Linked DNA regions of Columba livia: region 1 is linked to region 2. Evidence: chromatin contacts called from public Hi-C data. All regions are on one chromosome and are shown on one strand. The core of a region is the stretch at or near the end of the contact, and the rest is flanking DNA. Distances in the headings are between cores, read along the strand shown. Region 1 holds the start of SIK1 (salt inducible kinase 1). Region 2 holds the start of CRYAA (crystallin alpha A).

Region 1 (7,107 bases), core at 1,351-3,850, 180 kb after region 2:
ACTTTCAGACCTGCTGCTTCATCCATCTATTCTTCTCTCCCCCTTGCCTTTCTAGACAGGTCCAGACAAAGTGCAATACCTCATCTTCTTCAATCCACATGGCACTATTTAAGATGATTAAGAGGAATTTATACCAAATGCTAATTAGATTGATTATTTAGAATTTGCAAAGTAGTCCTTGCTCACTATACAGCTGTCATCCTGTTTTCTGCACATTAATTTCTTCTTATTGTTAAAAATACCCATTAGTGAAGAAACTGAACAAATGTAAATGAAAATTCATGTTGTGAAACTCTACAGGGGGAAGGTCAGTTAAAATTCACTTTCAAAACTACACCAACTAGAACGAAATAACCAAATGGATCTTTTTATGACATATTCTAAGATACCAACATCTACTGGCTTTTTCTTTTCTACTTAGATTAGAATTCTAATTCCTAGATTAGATTTCTACATAGATTTTCTACTTAGATTGATTTGGTTTAATTGTTGTTGATGTAAAATCCCTTCCATTTATGGCAAACTCAACTTTTGAGCTTTCTTCTCTACTGTCCTACACGAGTTTAAGTCTTTCTCTTATCAAAAGCACTTAAGAAGTTCCAGTCCTCTAAACTGGAAAGGCACTGGAGTTAGGAAAGGCAAGTTAGTAATACAAGTCCAGATAATCAGTTCCTGGATCTGAAACAAACTGCAGATTGATTTTAACTGTAAATTTTACAGTGCACTTTGTCAAAAAGCTGTTTAATGTACCAGAGTCTTGTTCAAAGAACGATGAATTACTCTTAAAAAACTCAGTTTAAGTGTTTTTCAAAAAGTATTTCAATATGCATTCTCTCTGCAAATATTTGACATAAAATCGTGCAAGAGAAGCGCACAAGCATATCTCATCTGCATGCTGCACTTCAAAGCTGACCTCTTACCTGGTATAGCTTGATAATGTGTGGATGATTCAAAAGTTTCATTATCTGAACCTCTCTATAAATCTTCTCCAGATTGCTTGGGTCTAACCTTGTTTTGTCTATTATTTTTATAGCAACCTGCAGATTTAAAAAAAAAAAAAAACAAACAAAAAACAAAAAACAAACAAACAAAAAATGAAACAACCGCAGGTTTTATAACATAGGCACTCTTACTATTAAAGTTTCTTAGAAAAAAAAGAAAACAACCCCAGCACACACACACACACAAACTCACAAAATCCAAGAAAAGTAGCTTTTAAAGTATGGACTTGACAAAGCTGATTCTGTTTTTCTGAACCGCACAGAATTCATGACACAGAACATTTTCATTTTTCTTTTCTGTGTCAAAGGATTACACATAAGGTAGTGAACAGAACTGCAGAAATTAGCACTGGACAGGATTCAGTAAATCTTTTAATCCATCCTGAGCCAGTGAAAAACAGATTCCTGCAACAGACTGTTTTCTACTGTAGTGACCGATGTGATTTTGACATGCACTACAAATGGAAATACGGTTGCATGCCATTAATAAATAATTTCTGCAAATAACACTACAAGTTCTTTGTTCCTGAAGTGAACACATAGAATGAAAAAATTAGAGCCGTCTAAAGACTTCAAAAGATCGTTAATTTGTTCGACTCTTTAGCAAACTAAGACGAAGTAATTCAGTGAAGCTACCGTCACACTCGGAAATGTTAACTTCACATATATTCTTGCTCGCTTTTAATTCTACATGAGCTCTGTTGAACACACCGGGAAAACTCAAAGCTTCTACCAAGAGCTACATCAACTACTGGTGCTCACTCAGCACGGCGGGCTGAGCCGTCTGCACTTCGCAAAGCTTGATGCTGTTCTCCCTCCTCTCCAGCGCCAGTTTAGTGCACGATGTGTTCAGGGCAGCCGGCCCGCCAAGTGGCAGGCCCTTGGTCCCCCGGTCCCCCGCCAGCCTCCGCACCCACCTGCGTCTTGGTCACTCGGTGCCTGGCCAGCTTGACCACCGCGAAGTTGCCTTTTCCCAAGGTCCTCTCGATGTCGTAGAAACCGACTCGCAGCGGCCGCTGCTGTGCTTGTCCGGCAGCCGGCACGGAGCTGTACTCTGACATGATCACCATGGCTTAGGCGGGTGGCGGGCAGCGCACGCCGTGCCTAGGAGGGGAGCATCCGCGCTGCCCGGGGACGCGGGGCGCTCGCACCTGCACGGAGAGGGCACAGCACAGCCCGTCAAGCCGCGCCCGCCGCCGGACCCCGCTCACAACTCGGCGGGTTCTCCTCCCTCGCTCCAGCGGAGCCGCGGCAGCGCCGGCCCCGCTTCCCGCCTCCCCGCTCCGCTCGGCGCTCGCTGCAGAACTCGCCGCGCCGGACCCGCGCGCGCGTCGCCACCGCCCCGCGCGCCACTCCCTCCCCGCCCCCCGGCCGCCTCGCGCGGCCGTTGCCCAACCGCCGGAGCGGCCGTGGAGCCGCCGTACCTGGGCGGGCGGCGGGCGCTTCTCCGCGGCTGCCGGCGCCGGGCTGAGCCGCCTCGGCGGGGTGTGTGCGCGTGTGTGTGTGTGCGTGTGTGTGCGCGCGCGCGTGTGTATGTCTGGCGTGCGCCGGGGCACAGGCGGGAGCACACGGGATGTCCCGGCCCCCTCTCCCCTCCACCCCCCCTCCCGCCACCCGCCGCGCTCCGCCGGCCCCCCTCCGCGCACACCCCGCCCTCCCTCCCGCCTCTTCCCCCCGCCCACCGCCGAAAGCCGAGACGGGCCCATTGACGTCACTTTGACGCCAGAGAGACGCGCGCCCAGGCGCGAGGCTGAAGGAGAGCGAGACACCGGGCCGTTGCCAAGGGACGGGCGGTGCTGACGCGCGCGCTGATGGAGCCGTCGCCCGGGAGACAGAGGGGCGGTGACGTCAGGGCAGAGGGAGGGAGGGGGCTGCGGGGTCTCCTGTCGTCCCCCCCCCGTCCGGGGGGGGTGGGGGGTGCTTTCTACTATCACGTGACGCGTCCCTTCTCCCGGCGGGGTCGCCCCCTGCCGGCGCACCCGCTGCCCGCGCCAACCACTGAAGCGCGCGGGGCGCCGGCAGCCGCCAACCGTTTGGTGGCCGCCCCACCGCGCCGCGCGCCCGTCCCCTTGGGGAGCTCCTGAGCGCCCGGGACCGCCGGCTGCAAGACGCCCGCCGCGGGCAGGGCTTGCCCCCCGCCGCGCTGCCCTGCGGAGGGCCCGGCGGAGATGGGGAGACTGCGAGCGCCGCGCCGAGCCCGCTCGACGGGGAGAGGCACCTCGCCGGCGCCAGCGCGCGGGCAGCCCTGGTGACCGCCAGGCCCTCGCTGGTGACCCTGACCCCCTGGTGGCCCCTTCCCCGCCACGGAGACGGCCCCCACCGTGTGCCGGAGCCCTAGACCCGCCGGGGCTGTGGGGCTACCGACTGCGGTACTGTCCCGCTAGCAGCGGGGAAAGTGTGGCTGTCGTCCTGCGGAGGACATTTGTGTCCTAATCCCAAAGCACAAGGAGGGCTACGGCCGCCCACCGCTCTCAGCAATGCCCGCGGCGGGACACTGACCCGCCTTCCCCTGCGCAGGGCCGCTTTCCGTCCCCGGTTGTTTCCCGGGTGTGAGTGATGGAGGGGAGCTGTCGGGGGCTCCTGCCGACCATCCTGTCTGGCACCCCCTGTGCGTCCTGGGGACAGCAACCCTCTGGCGTCCACCAGCTGGGCACGGACGGGAAGAGAAGCAATAATAAAGAGCCTATGTATATGTTCTGTCCTGTGATACCTGGCAACTTACTCATACATTCTGAGTGCACCTGCAGTGCTATTGTCTCTGGTCAGCCTGGAATTGAGGCTTGGGAAGCACTCTCTTGCTCACCAATGCTGAAGGAGGCTGTTTGGCATTGAGCCTCAGCATCCTAGAAGTGACCAAGAAGTTCCTCTCAAGGGCAAGTACAAAGCGGCAGATGCATGGGATTCAAGCATGTAGGTCTTCAGCCTTCACACAGCAAGTGACCAAAGTGTTTGTACATTTGGTCTCAAATTTCTGTTTAGCCTTGGAAATAAGTCTTGAATGGTGCCTGCCACATCTGTTATTCAACTTTATCAGCTCTATTAGAGTCAGTGTAGGCTTTTTTCCGATAAGTAATTCTCCAGTCAGTGGTTGGGCCCCTGACTGGAAGACTGTCTGTCTCAACCCAAACTCCAAGCCTGACCACCATGACCAATGGCACACTGGATGGTGACCTTCTTCTGCCATACAGAGGCACCATGCAAGTGGGATTTTCCAGACTGTTTGAAATAATGTGGAAGAGGTATAGCTCACCTTCACAATGAAGATTTCAAAGCATTTGCTATGCTTGTTCTCAGCTGTAGCTGGTGATCTCCTTAGGGTTCATGAATGACTTCTGAAGGGCTCCAGAGCAACTCACTGTGCGAGGAAAGCCAGCTTATTGTCAGTTTTTGTAAATCCACTCTAAAGACAGGATGGGAAAAATGTGGTCCTCTATATAAATCAAATTACATGATATATGAGCTGTGTGTCATCAACACACTTGAGAGAGACCCATCGGGACATTCTAGCGAAGCAAGCAGGGCTTCCTCTGCTCCTGTCTAATGAACTACACTGCTTGTGTCCCCTGCTGTAAGGTGGGTGCTGGCCATTTGGGAGACAAGTTAGGCTGTAGGCTCCTTCTCCTAGAATCATGGAGAAATAACATCTGAAATTAACCTCCAAACTTTGTTTACCTTGATGATCACACAAAACGCATGTTGTTCCTGTGCTTATTTACTGTGAGCAGGCAGGCTAGCAGCGTGTGGGGCTTGAGCGGCAGTGGGAGACGGCAGCAGCTTGCAGATGCGGTGGCCAGGAGCTGAAGGACAGGAGCTGCTCACATGGAGCTGGTGGTGTCACCCAGGTCATGGGACTGCTATGTCAGTTGCTGTAAGGGGGTTAATAGCATGCAGCCAGCCAGGGCTATTGTAACATTCAATTAGTGCTTACACAGTGCCTTGAATAACTCACATGAAAAGCTGACTTATTATTATTATTATTATTGTTATTATTAAGCTAACAGTATATTCTCCATGGAGCTCATGAAGAGGAGGTGACGCACAAACAGCACATACAGTAGCAACTGCATGTGAACAGTGCCCCAGGAGTTATAAAGAAAAAAATTACCTTAATAATGGTTCCTCTGCTGTGGTGGGATTTTCCTCCCTTTAATTATAGCTGCTGTTTTCATTTGAAATTGATTAAGTGTTTTAAGATGGCAAACAGAACTGGTCTTTTTAGAAAGAACACTCAAGGCAGACAGCCCCAGCTAGGAGCATAACGTTTTTATTTCTTCTTAAATGGGAAGAAGAGGACTGGATTTGGTGCTCTCTCTGACATCTCGTGATTTTTACCTTCTAAGGAGAGGCAGACACCTGTGCCATGGGTCTTCCTTGGACAGTGTAAGACCTCACCAGATGGCTACACCGAGGAGAATCCACCATCCTGATTTTAATTACTTGCATTAGATGGAATAGGCAAGAAGAACTGGCAAGTGTTGCTACCTGTGGAAGGTACTTACACAGACCTGCAATCTCTAGTCCAGAGGGTGGGGTACATATGGCTTCTGCAGTGGAGGAGGGAGCATGTAATTTTTAAGAGCTATAACACTATTGTATGACTTACTGAGAGTTAAAGACCTCCTGCCTCTACTACTCTCAGCAACCTTTTGGTATTTCTCTTCCATTTTCATACATATGGGTCACAACAGCTTCCAGCAGCGCTGTTCAGAAGCAGCCATTGCACAATGTTGATAGTGTCATAATTACATTGTTTTTCTACCACTTTCTCTTTAATTGATACTGTCAAGGCATTATGAACCTCTTACTCAATCCCGTTTTATCATCACAGAGGTGCTTCTGTTGGGAAGGTTGAGGCTTTTGCAATTTCTGCTTTAACACTTTTGCTGCCCTCTGGTGTTCTGGATATACTGAATGTGGAATCACCTCGGAGGAACATCCATGGTCAGGAGACGTATAATTATGGAGCCAACTTGTACATAACAAGGACAGAAAAGTGAGGAAAGTGGAGAGGTAGTTTCCAAAGCATCTCCACAAGGATTCGATTTCTCTAGGAAGAGGGAGAAACTGGGAGGACACAACTGCTAAATTTTTCCATTGCAGCAGTCTTGTGCTCCCTCACTAAGAGCGGCATGGTCTGTGGATGGGAATATGTATGAAGGCTGCTGCCTTCCAGAACTCATCTTGCAGATATTTCCAGCAATTCAATCTTCAGTCATTTCGCTCAGTCATTTCAAAACAAACAAACAACAATAGCAACTTTCTTCAGTTGGTGAAAAGAAAACAAAACTGAGAAATGGTAGCATTCCTTCCTACCCATTTCAGCCTCCACAGCTGAAGTCAGCCTAGTTTACTGTGTTAAGTTTGCTGGGGTGCTACTTGCAGTATAGCATTAGTTTCTTCTTTTTTTTTTTTTTTTTCCCAGAAAACACCAGTGTTGTTATTTTGAAAATCAGATTTGTTGGGCTATTTCCATCGTCCTATCATTTAATTGAGTAAAACCGTGCTGAAGTCAATAGAGTTGTTCCTGGTCACACCAAGTCGGACTCTAGCCTAGAAAACAAGAAAATGGAAGGTGTCACATTCCGATAGGTAAAGTGACATTTAAAGTAAAGAAGATGAGGCAATCAACTAAAATACTTGTAGGGTTATTTGAAAGACAAAAGCATGATCTTGAAAAAGATGGTGCATGATTGTTTGTAATATGACTTCAAAGTATCTTTGAATTAGAAAAAGACAGGCTGCCACTTCAATTTTAGCAAAAATACTTTAAAGCTAGAATATCCTTACTGAAGCACCACAATGGTATCCAGAAATACATTTCAGACCACTGGAATGTCTTTGGTCATAACATTGCATCAGTTACATAATTATGATCACAACAATGATCTTTTGTCATTAATGTTTATGACATTTCATAATTAATGAGGTGATGACATTGCACTGACATAATACATTGAGCTTGTCTTGCAGAATAAAGGTACCTAGGGCTTCTCTTCAGCATCTATCCTTATCTTGGGCTATAAAATAGATTTTGAAAGGGTCACCACCAGATGTGTTAGGGTTCTTTACTTTCCCAAATATAATGTGCTACAAAATCTACCACTAA
Region 2 (6,590 bases), core at 4,020-6,519:
GGTGTTGAAGAGGAAAACGAATCCCAAAGGCCAGCAATAAATCAGAGGATTATGCCTTAAAAACAGTGGGACAAATATTTCTTTTTAAGTAGAAGACTAGGAATGTCAGCTCCACAACTTGTCCCCTCTTTGATCACTCTCTCTCTCAGGCCCCAGTGTTCAACAACTTTGCAACCACAGTCCCTGTGGGACAAAAAACTGTTGTGAGTGAGAACGGGGACCACCTGGGACAAAACTCTGGTAGAGGGGTTGACCATTCATCAAGCAAGTGATGCGGAGAGGAGGAAAGCGAGAGCTATGTTGTCTTATACCAGGACAGGCTTAGTCCCTGGCTCTTTCTGCCAAGCTGCTGGAGTGCAGGGGGTTGCTCACCTGCTCCCAGCCAGGCAGCTGATGGCTGTTTGGGAGGCATGGGAATGTGCAGAGTTCTCTAGGGACACCCTGATCTCTCTTTAAAAGAAAAGCAAGCCAAGTTTGCTTCTTTTATTCTTCCCTTCTTCTTCTTTTGTTTCTACCATTTTTTTTTTCTTCCAATACACTTGCTGAAAGTTAGGGTCCTAAATCTATATTTAAACATCTTAATACATGGCCTGTTTTTCAAAGATGCTTAGCAGGTAGCAACCCTCCCACTTAACTGGCTCCTTTCTTGCTATGAACTATCCTCAAAGAGGGTTCTTCAAGTGTTCTCTTTGCTTTTAACAAGAAACACTTATTCATCTAATAAAAAAACCCCATATATATATATATATATGTATATATATATATATATATATATAATCTGCCTTCTCTCATGTCAGCCCTCCCATTGTGTTAGCCCTGCAGCCCTAACCACGGTTAAGCATGGTGTGCAAATTGTACTGATAACGTGGCCTCACCTTCTCCCATCCATTATAAACTTCAGCAAGATGTCAACAGCATTCAACACTTGGCAGAAATCACTACTTTAGTGCTTTCCATGGTATTTGGTGGGGGTTCAGTGCAGAGGAAAATGAGTTTACTGCAGCTATAATCCTCCTTCCTCCATGAGCATCCCAGGTCAGATGCGGTAGAAAGATTTGGAGCTCCTGACTGTGGCATTGCCCTGGGTGGCATGTATGTGTTTGAGGAATAGGAAGTGAGTCTTCTGAAGAAAGGATTTTTCCCTTAAAAATGAAGAAATAAATGCTCTGTGTTCATTCCTAGGGAGAGCCTTTAGTAAGTGCTTAGCAGCTCATGAGCCAAAACTGATAATGCTGACTCCCTGGTGACCCTGCCCTCTTAGCTTGATGTCTTGCATACTGACTTCTGTGGACTTCTTGCATTCCCTCCAAGCTAGGTTTATGTCAGATTAAGAAAAGGATGGTCATTTTTTTCCCAATCAGCAGCTCCTTCCCACACATTACGTAGTATTTTCTACCACAGGAAGACTGGTAGGAAGAAAACTTGCAAGGAAATCACATTATTACCTGCCATAGCTCCGTGTGGCTGTCATGAACTCCTTTTTGTACCTCACAGGAGTGTTCCTCCAAAGGGAAAACTTAATTTGATTAGCATGCCGCAGCAATTTTATCATTAAATGTTGGCAGAGACTATTCACTCCCTTACGTTGTTGCTAAGCAGCTTACACCTAAATGCAGAGGACCATCTAAATGAGTACAGACATACTTTTAATTTTGCTTGATATGTGTGTTTTAAAGTAAAAGCACTGGAACTCATTCCTGTTTTCTATAAGAACCATCTGAAGACTTGCACCATCTGCAGGTTAACAGAGACCACTTAGCCCAAGAGGACATGCCGATCAGAGCAGAGGTTGCCTTTCTCAGCTCTCCTGGGGCCGCAACATGCCAGCTGGAAAGAGTAATCCAAATTATATAAGCACTTCAGAATCGCATACAAATCTCCCATTGTAACATCCGACCAGTCACTCCCCCACTTAAACTCTCGCTTTTATCTTCGTGCTGGGCTTGTACAGAGTTTGTCACGGGGGGGGGGTTGGAAGCAGCGCTGGGCTCACCTAGAAGTCAGCAGGTGAGTCAGTCTCATGGACAAACTAATAGCGGCTAAATCCAGACAAAGGCTGTACTTGATCACTGACTCCTGCTATACTCAGAAACGTGATCTAGGATTTCTGCATCTTGTGCTGGGCAACATCCTTTACAAAATGTCTCATGGGCTGGCAATTATGCATGATAATTGAGGAAGGGATTCTTTCAAAAGTAAGCTAGACAGCAGATCCTACTGGAATAGCTTTTGAGTTGGACTGATATTCCAAATTTGCAATGAGGCTTTGGGAAAACCTGCCTTTGATGTGTTGCTTTTGAGTGTGCTTGTGAGCATATGCACTAGTTTACCTTCTTTTTATAGGAAGGCCAACAGATCTCGGTGCTTTTGCTCAGTTGGTGACACTGATGCACAAATGTTGTGCATCCTGTGAGAAGTCTAGTCCCCTGAACTGGTGCAAAGTAGTTGCTTTTTCCTCTCATACCAAACTCTTTATTTAATCCAGTACCAGTGGAGTTAATAAATGCCATTTCCCTCTTGGCATTCCCAGGTGTAGTTTCCTTCTGAGGGGAGGCACAAATCCCACTGGATAGGATTAATCTCTGCAGCTCTGCTTGTCCAGAAGGAGGTCAGCATCAGAATTGCCTCCCCTAAGGCAGCTGTCCAGGCTCCTTCCTTAGTCAGTCCAGATGCAGGCACTGCTGAAAGGTGTCTCATTTCACCTTTTCTATCCACCTACATTATCATGTGAGCCATCTGGAGACATTTGACACTCTCCACTGACTGGACAGGGAGCCTGGACAACTCATTTGGACTGGACACCTGAGTTTCAGACTGTTGGAAGTCAGATGTGATGAGTCTCAGGAGACTGCTTGTTGCCCAGAGGCATGTAGGCAGTGCAAAGACTGCATCAGAAAAAACTTCTGTAAATGACATTTACATTTCAGTGAAATATTTTCCCCATAAAAGACAAAAATGTCCATCAAAGACAAAATGGATATGATTAATTCTAGGGAGAGCCATGAAAATGTGAGTCCAGAAAAAACTAAAGATGTAAAACTGTAAAGACAGCTGCCACTTTTCAAGTATTTGAATGTGTGGTAATATACCTAATTTTAGACAAAATTTAGATGAAGATATATTTGTTGTTATTCTCTCAACAGCCCATTCCCATCATACCACTCAACATAAGGGATGCTCTGATCACGTGTTGAATACACACATGCTCTGATCCTGGAGCAGGCTTCAGGCTATGGATGGATGATGGATTTTGTTGGGCTTCACTGTGAGGTAAGCAGCGGTGTGTAGGCAAACAGCTGCTTTCCTGGTGCCTAAGAGCATGGATGTGCTGCTGGTTGGTGCTGGTGAGAGGGGTAGAGCCCGCCTGGGTTCCCTTCTTCCTCCCCGCCACAATAACCCGCCTTTACCACTGTGCTGGTTTGACTGAAAATGGGTTAATTTTCTTCATGCAGTTAGAAACCTTTCTTTTCCATAGCTAGCATGCTCATTATTTGGACTCAGTTTGAGAACAAGAAGATAACACCCCAAGACAGAGTTAATGTTTTTAATTGCTTCTTTCATTCTGCATATGTCAGGGCACTACTTCTATCTGTTTAAATACAAGTTAGCAGGTCTCTAGTACTGGTTGGCTGAGGAGAGATTTCCTTTTCTCCTGGAACAAAGAACTAAACTTAATAGAGGTCCTGAAGAAAAATCTTGGAAGTGCTTTATGATTTTTGTTTTATTTTCCTCCGTTTTCTCAAGCAAAGTGACAGATTTGGGACAATGGGACTAAAGGGGGGGAAGGTCTGCCTGTTGTGTTTTTTCCCTCTGTGTCTTGAGGAGAGATTGATCTCATTTTCACACCTGATTTTAGAAAAGCCTTCATGCCCAAGAGCCGTGCCCAGACCACAGGGTTTTTTCTTGCTGGAACTTAAACTTCAACTGAGGTTGAACTTAAACTCTTGTCTCTCTTCTTAGCAGTCCCTTCTGCCTTGTTGGGTGTTTTTCTGTTCAACTTTTTGTTTTCCATGAAGGAAAGCCTCTGTAACAGGATCTTCTGCTTCCTGCTTTTCCTCACCTGCCTCCATGCACTTCCTGGGGAAGGGTCATGAGCGGGAGTCACAGCCAAGGGCTTTCCAAGACCACAGGGCTCCTCAATGCCAGGTGATGTTTAACTGAATGTCACTTTAATTCAATATTTTTCTGAATTTAGCTCCTCTGGCCTGGATTGATCCAATTTCTCCAGAAGCACGGATGCCAGGATCTCAGCCACCCTTGGTTTCCTTAGACCCTGGCTCCACGAGAAGATAATTCAGCCCCTCAGCCCTGAAGTGCCTTTTGGAGGTGCCCTCTCCTCTCTCTCCATCGCTCTCTGTGACTGCAAAAGGCGCTGAGACGTGCAAGACTCCTGACGTAGGTGCTCCTGCTGTTGGGAAGGCCCCTGGGATGCAGTCCCTGCATTGCTGTCGCTGGGGCCTCGTGCTGAGCCCTTTAGCTGCCTTTTCGCTCCTCTCTGGCAGAGCCTGCTGCTCCAGTAGTGGGCTGTCCACGTGCCCCTTCCCTGGTTCCTCCAGGATGGCGGATGACCCCTTAAAGGCAACTTTAAGGGTAACAGAAATGCAAACCAGCCATAACCAGAAATGCGTGTTAGGCAGGATCTGTGTCGTGACACCAGGAGAGAAATAGATCTCCCACAACACTCCTAAATTAAAACAAGGACGCTCTCAAGAGCAGCTTTGGGACTGCTGTTACGGTCAGTGACCAAACTTATTTTTCCTTCTTTCTTTTGGCAAAGTATTTGTTTGTTAAAAGTTTCTGTTTTGTCAAAGCCATGTTCATGCTCTGCATCATGCGTTAGTCCTGCTTCCCTGCCAGCTCCATCATGATCCCTGCGCCAGGGGTGACAGACCCCTCTCAAGTGCGGGAGACACTTTATAGCATGTCAAAAAAAAGTTTTGCTTTCTTCTATCTGAACCAAACCCCTTTTCCACGCTTGGAAGAAAGCTGTTTCATGTGTTTGGAAGAGACTTTGTGTCTCTCTTTCAAGGAGGGGCAGAAACAGAAGCAAAATAACAAAAAGCCAAGGGCGGGTTATAAAGACCCACAGATCAGACCTCCTTCACAAGCATCCTTGAGACACCCACTGGGGTGTCCCGTTTAGCCTGTTTGATCCCGTAGAGGACCTGTCAGTACCCCTGGGCACCCCTTGTGTTTCAGCGTGCTGCCTGGCATCATCCCTCTGGGAGACCTGGCACCCATTCCAACCAGACTGTTGTTTCCAGGTCAGTCTCCGCATTTCTGCTGACCGCGTTGCCTCCGTCATGAGATCATGTCTTTCCAGAGAAATCCCTCTAATGCCTTCATTCTCCGAGACCAGTATATATAGGGGGAGCTTCCCTGGGGCTGCACTGTGCAGTCCAGCCAAGGCATCACTGTCTCTCCAGGAGCTTCACTGCCCCTGCCATTTTCCCCTCGCAGCCACAGGTCGCAGCAGCAGCCAGAATGGACATTACCATCCAGCACCCCTGGTTCAAGCGTGCTCTGGGACCCCTCATTCCAAGCCGTTTGTTCGACCAGTTTTTTGGAGAGGGCCTCCTCGAGTACGATCTCCTGCCTTGGTTCTCTTCCACTATCAGCCCCTACTACAGGCAGTCCCTCTTCCGCAGTGTGCTGGAGTCAGGCATTTCAGAGGTAAGGGCCCTTCGGATTCCTCTCCTTTTCCTTCCCCTCCCTCCTTACACCTCTGCCTGCTCCTCCCCACCCTCACCGCACTGGCTGGGTTTGGCGACTGTAGCCCTGTGCTGGGGTGTTAGGGGGTAAGGAGGACCTCCAGCCCACCGCCAGGCACAGTGAGCCCCCCTTCTTGGGCACGGAGGGAAACCCTCACTGGGGAGAAGGCTTCCCTACAAGAAACAGAGATCATTTTGGCTCCTGACGGTTGTTTTTGACATGGAAAAGGCTGCCTTTGCTGCCCTCATGTCAGACGGCCATATGAGGAGGGAAGAGCTAGGCTGCTCCCAGAGTAAGCGCCCACGAGGGCAGCTCAGCGTGGGAGAGGACCCTGGCATGCGGGAGCTTCCTCTGGCCCCCTCCTCTGCTTCAGGAGCTTGGTGGGCTTTGCAAGCTCACGCTGGAGGACCCAGGAGCAGTCATCTGTAGGCAGTGTGTAGGAGGAGCACGTAGCAGTGGAGACTGTAGTGTGAAGCTCAGGGACCAGTACTTTCTCTAGCTCACTCTTACTGGTTTCCTCCCAGAGCTGAGACCCCAAAGAAACCATAAATCACTGAAAGGACAAAACCTTTGCTATCAGAGAATATTGGACTGGTTTCCATTCCCCCTTGCTGCTGAGCTCTGGTGCATCTGGCAGATCACTGGGTGCAAAGGGGTCCCCGCCCAGGAAGAGTGGCGAGAGGTGATACCTCTCCCCAGAGCAGTAGCAATGGCGCAGACCCCTGCCACAGCCTCCCAGTGTCCCTGTGTCCCCACCAAGGGATAGAAGACCCCCGCTGAGGCCCATAGTCCCAGACAGGGAAGCCGTGCTGCTGCCAGACCCCCCCCTTCTCCGGCTTTTAAGCTGTCATGACGCTTCCCTCCGCACTTAGAGCTCA

The links. Hi-C and Micro-C count contacts between places; a contact is called where the count stands out from the background.
Region 1: a contact with region 2 is called in a Hi-C map of liver, with 2.2 times the contacts expected there. The contact joins the promoter of SIK1 here to the promoter of CRYAA in region 2. A contact is called at or near these places in 2 of 2 Hi-C or Micro-C datasets (crop and liver).

Annotation. Positions count from the first base shown.
Region 1 is chr1:96,958,854-96,965,960 of bColLiv1.pat.W.v2, forward strand. It overlaps SIK1 (salt inducible kinase 1), which reads right to left and starts at 2,601. Exons shown (of 14, transcript XR_010473746.1): 1 at 2,426-2,601; 2 at 1,919-2,152; 3 at 921-1,037. HSF2BP (heat shock transcription factor 2 binding protein) reads right to left here. Exons shown (of 10, transcript XR_010473755.1): 10 at 5,251-6,551.
Region 2 is chr1:96,777,126-96,783,715 of bColLiv1.pat.W.v2, forward strand. CRYAA (crystallin alpha A) reads left to right here and starts at 5,270. Exons shown (of 3, transcript XM_021286513.2): 1 at 5,270-5,673. The coding sequence starts at 5,485.